Regions from separate parts of the Mus musculus genome. Here region 2 is linked to region 1. The links are chromatin contacts, called in public ChIA-PET maps. All regions are on one chromosome and are shown on one strand. The core of a region is the stretch at or near the end of the contact, and the rest is flanking DNA. Distances in the headings are between cores, read along the strand shown. Region 1 holds the start of Eno1 (enolase 1, alpha non-neuron). Region 2 overlaps Rere (arginine glutamic acid dipeptide (RE) repeats).

What was found. ChIA-PET counts read pairs in DNA pulled down with a chosen protein or histone mark.
Region 2: an RNA polymerase II ChIA-PET map of memory CD8 T cells shows a contact between it and region 1, with 46 read pairs. The contact joins the enhancer-like site here to the promoter of Eno1 in region 1. A contact is called at or near these places in 1 of 39 promoter capture datasets (the HPC-7 cell line), 1 of 484 Hi-C or Micro-C datasets (bone marrow-derived macrophages), 10 of 115 datasets of contacts at active chromatin or transcription factors (the NIH/3T3 cell line, the SCID.adh cell line, T-cell acute lymphoblastic leukemia and 4 more) and 2 of 9 other capture datasets (adipose tissue and liver).

Annotation. Positions count from the first base shown.
Region 1 is chr4:150,235,883-150,238,480 of GRCm38.p6, reverse strand. It overlaps Eno1 (enolase 1, alpha non-neuron), which reads right to left and starts at 1,284. Exons shown (of 12, transcript NM_023119.2): 1 at 1,141-1,284.
Region 2 is chr4:150,516,330-150,518,927 of GRCm38.p6, reverse strand. All of the region lies in intron 10 of Rere (arginine glutamic acid dipeptide (RE) repeats), which reads right to left. Among named protein-coding and RNA genes, the nearest start is that of Gm52709, 50 kb to the right of the region's middle. Within about 2 kb of position 1,312, at least 85 of the 459 cell types and tissues checked have an H3K27ac peak or open chromatin away from gene starts, as enhancers often do. A contact at or near this core is called in the HPC-7 cell line, the SCID.adh cell line, memory CD8 T cells and 1 more, where this site is marked.

The DNA.
Region 1 (2,598 bases), core at 35-2,534:
TCACCAAGAATAAAGTATCTACTTTTTACCTACCATGTTACAAAACCTTACTATTCCTCAACCATACTCTTTTGTCTTCTCTCTTACTCGCCCGATTCTATGAATGCCAGACTGACCAGAACTCAGTGATCCTCCAGCCTCAGCATCCCTAGCGCTACACTTTCATGTGTGCATCTCCATGGCTGGTTCCTTTATGGGGGCGGAGGAGCACCCACGTGCCACACTTTGCTCTGCAAAGACCTTACAACTTGTAGGAGTTGATCCCTCCCTCCACCCTTTTTATCTAGCTTGGATCTTTAGGCTAGGCAGCAAACGTATTTAACCAAAGGAAGAAAATCTCACCCACTCTGTCTTTATCTGGATTGAACGCCAGACCAAGGGCAGAAAAGTGGACCTATCGGTCAGGCTAATCAGCAGACTAGCTGTGGTCTATCCCGAAAGCGAGTCAGCCAAGGAACCACACTGCCTAGGCCAGAACGAACAGGAAGTTTTCTTAAATGCATCTTAAGTCAGTTCACGGCCGGCTAGTAGCCACCCAGGAAACCTGTAGCTCTTGCCTAATTGCGTCGAGGTCTCCTGAGGGCTTCCCAATTATCCAACGGGACTGCTGCAATTTCCTCTACTCTTAGTACCTAACCGACACTCACAGGTCAGGAATATTCCACAGCAGAGATGGGCTGGACCACTCCCGCCCAGTGACGCTCGATTGCGGTCCAGGAGCTACAGCCCCAGCAGGATCTACTAGGGTGTGGCGCTCTGCCTCTTGGGCATCCTTATTTCTGGCCCTTCCATTCTGAGAAAGGATTTAATGAGCATCGGGGGTTTAAGTTGCTCTCCCTCCCTCTGAAACCTTCCACTTAACTACACAGAAAGTACTTTTCTATTCTCCACGGCCGCGATCATCCGTGGTCTGCATTTGCTGTTGTCTGCTTGGGAACCCGGTTACATTGCAACCCTGAAACTCGGTGATCACTGGTGGGGCTCACACCTCCACCCTCCAAGAGCCTGCGTCCTTCCACGAGGCTGACCCGAGTGCTCCCCGGATAGCGGCTCCCGCCCAGGCTAGTGGGTGCACGTGCCCACCGGGTCCCCAAGCGAAGCTAGTAGGAGAGCTGACCCCGGTGGAGACAAGGACCATACCTGGCAGTAGGATCGCTGCAAAGCAAGGAAAGAGGGTGCCGTGGACACCGAGGAGAGCCTTAAGGACAGACGCGAGCGCGACCCTGTACCGGAGCAGCACTAAGCGCCTCCCACTCTGTCTTCCTTTCCTGCTCGTTAAGCCCCGCCCAGTTCTCCCCTTTCGGGCCCGCCCTCCCTCCGCGCCGCCTCCCCATTGGCTCAGCGTGCCATCACTCCAATAGAAGAGCGTGACCGAGGCGGCCGCTCGGCCTGCCCAGACTAGGGGCGAGGGCACGGGGGCGGGGGTTGTCCTGCCTTTCTGGGCCTAGCCTGCTTGGGGCATAGCTGGAATGCCTGGCGAGCCTCCGGCTGGGAACCTGGGGCCCGGCCGAGGGTCTACGGAGCCCGGATGCGGGGCGGGGCGGGGCTGGGCTGCGCGGCGGGCATGAGGGCTTGAGCCCGCCGCACGTACTCCGAGTCTCACACGCACTCGGCGTGGCTGCGGCGCCACACGTCCGGCCCACGACCTTGCTGATGACCTTCGCGGCTCGGCCCTCCAGCCGGCCAACCCCCCACCGGGAGGTTCTGGAGCCCCCGGCGGTGTGGAAACGTTGATGCGCGGCCAGAGGGCCTCACTCCCGCGTGGAATTGGGTGGGGGTGGGGGGGATGAGGGGGAAATGCATGGATACTGCGCCTGCGCACTGAGCGCCCTCGCCGCTGGTCCTGGCTCTCTGGTGCCATCTGCCAAGGTGACCCCGTCCTTTTGTCCTTGCTGTAGTGAGTCTCAGGCCGAGGTAGCCAAGGGAAAGTGACCTTTCCCTTAATATTACCTAATCATTTGTTACTGTGTGGAGGGTACCGAATCCTACTGTCCAGCTCACGCTAATAAGGCAGTACCTTTGTGCTACACCCACCCAGCCACTCCACCCTACTTTAGAACTTTCCTTACTTCTCTGGTGTACTAGCTCAGTGTGGATTTATTCTTCATCCATGTTAATGTTCCTTTGTTTAAAGATCTAATACTTCTTTCCCCTGCTTGTGGCCTCGATGTTCTTGACCTACCAGTTCTTGAGACTCATACTCAAGTCGTCCCGACGCATTTCTCAAAAGTCTAGACTAGTAATATTCCACAATGATGTGACAAACGTCCGGAAGCGCAGGGTGGAGCCATTTCACCCTTCTGATGAAGAAAATAAAGCTGGTGTTTAACCACAGCTGTGGGTAGGCAGAGGCAGGCGGATTTCTGAGTTCAAGGCCTGCCTGGTCTACATAGTGAATTCTAATTCAGATGGGGCATAGTGATGAGACCTTGTCAAAAAAAAAAAAAAAAGAAAGAGAAAGAAAGAAAGAAAGAAAGAAAGAAAGAAAGAAAAGAAAAGAAAAGAGAAAAAGAAAGAAATGAAGAAAAGAGAAAAAATAAAAGTGATGATAGCTAGCCAGTCAGTGCTAATGTGAGCCTTTAATCTACAGAGCTAGTT
Region 2 (2,598 bases), core at 63-2,562, 280 kb before region 1:
ATCCTAGCTACTTGGAAGCCAGTCTTCTGCTAGCTATCTTCAGAACAAGAGGTGGAATTCTTAGCTCCTCCAGCCCCACGGACACTGCCACGTTCCTGCCTTGATGATGATAGACCGAACTTCTGAATCCGTAAACCAGCCCCAAATAAAAGTTGTCCTTATAAGAGTTGCCTTAGCCGGGCAGTGGCGGTGTACACCTTTAATCCCAGCACTTGGGAGCAGAGGCAGGCGGATTTTTGAGTTCCAGGATAGCCTGGTCTACAGAGTGAGTTCCAGGACAGCCAGGGCTACACAAAGAAACCCTGTCTCGAAAAACCAAAAAGTAAAAAGTTGCTTTGGTCAAGGTGTCTGTTCACAGAAGTAAAAACCTAACTTAAATATTAGATACCCCCTAAATACTCGAAAGCACTGCGAAGCTAACAATACAGGCTGGGAGATGCCAATGCAGTAATTTTATAAGATAAAAGAATAGAAAATCTCTAAGGAAAATTCTAAAGATGTATTTTTCAGACTACAAAGGGGCAAATGAGGTGAGGGAGTCTTTTCGGTGAGCTCCTCGGTGGATTCTGCAAAGTTCTCCACGATCAGCTCTGACAGAGCCTGGAGCTGGGTTTGTTTATCCAACCAGACAGGGGACATTCAGCCTTTCTCCACCACCTGCCCGGAAGCAGGGCAGGACTCAGAAAACAGTGGGATCAATAACTGACAGTGAACAAATTGTTGTTAACTATCTAACAGACTAATTTAGTGATCACTCAGACAATGGGAGCTTTTAGTCTTTTGTTGGAGATGTGGGTGTGCATGAAGAAACAAGCAAACACACGCTCTCTTGACTATGTAAAAAGCTTCATCCACATATCTAACAGCCAGCCACATTTCAGAGACTAACGCTGTCTAGGCAGAGGTGTGATCTCTGCTGCATGATTGTAAACTTTTACTTATATCAAGTATAAACCAAAACAGATGCTGAGTGCTGGAAGAAAAGGTAAACATAAAAATGGCAACCAATTACTTAGAAGAAGTTTATTTTCTTAAAGGAAGAAAATGGAGCCGCATAGTATCGCTTTAGTAAAAATAATTCAGCATGGCAGATGTTCTCTTTTGTAAAGGGCAGCAGCAGAGATGGCTGAATCAAACTCATCAGGATAAGAAGGTGCTTCTATGCTTTATGGCATCAAATGTCACACATCCACACACAAGCTAACACTACCTAGGTCACAGAAACACTTCCAAAGGTCTTAGTAGCTTAGCAACCCGGAATTCACAGAGCTCACAGTTCAAAGTTGTTATATGCAGCATGTGGTGACTCACACCTCGAATGCAACGTTTGGGTGACTGAGATAAGAGGCTAGCACAGGCAGCCTAGACAACTGCAGAGCAGATGGGGATGTGCAGTGGAACTCTGCCTTAACATGCAAAAGAAATCAGCCAATAAGCAAACAAAAAGACTGAGTTCCATAGATACTGTCAGAGCAGAGCGCAAGACAACAACAAAGCACAAAAGGACAAGTGAGCTACTTCAATCAGAGACAAGATTCAAAATAAGAAGCTAGAGAAAGCTGGAGGCAGCAAAGATGAGAAAGCTGAAGAGCCCAGATGAAATCAGACACAAGAGGCAGCAAGACAAAGGTTATTACTAGGTACAAAGAGCTCTCCCCTCTCTCAAAGGTGTAAGAGTGAATACAAGCAAGTACTACAAAGGTCCACAAACCCAAACCACAACCTCAAAACCACTGCACAAATGGACAGGGTCTAGCAAGGCGCTAACAGTAGCATTAAAAATGTTAAAATAGTGACTATTATTCGGGCCTTTCATACTGTACCAACAATTATGTACTTGTTGGTTCTAAGACATCAGTTGGGAGGACAAACCCCAGGTCACCAGGTTTGGTGGCAAGGGCCTTTTCCCACTGAACAATACCTCCAGACCACTGCCCTGCAATTTTAAAGCCATCTCTCTTTCTTACACACACACACACACACACACACACACACACACACACACACACGCTAAAAATATATGAGGCATTTTACCCAATATAAATCAAATGCCAAGCCAGTAAACAAACTGCAAATGATTGAAATTTTGGAACTAGAGGGATAGCTTGCTGGATAAGAACCCATACTGCTCTTACAGAGGACCCGAGTACGTCATGTGGCTGCAAACCACGCTGAAGTCCATCCCCAGAGGACCCAAGTCCCCTGGCCTCTTAGGATAGCTGTACTCACATGTACATACCTACACACAGACACTAAACACAGAATTTAAAATAATGAGAAGAATCCTCAAGGAAATAAGACTGAAATCTTACCAATTACTCTCTGACTGGCACAAAATTAAATATCACTAACATTCCAAAAAATGAAATTTAGAAAGATGAGACAGGCAGTGGTGGAGCTTGCCCTTAATCCCAGCATTCAGGAGGCAGAGATAGCAGAGACGGGAGAGGGAGGGGGATGGGGAACCTCTATGAGTTCAAGGACAGCCAAGGCTGAGAAACCACAAAAGAAAATTAAAAAAAAAAAAAAAAAAAGTTTAAAATAATTTTGTAAAAGCAAGGAAATGAAAGTGAAAGCAGCAGAAGAAAAAGAAATCTG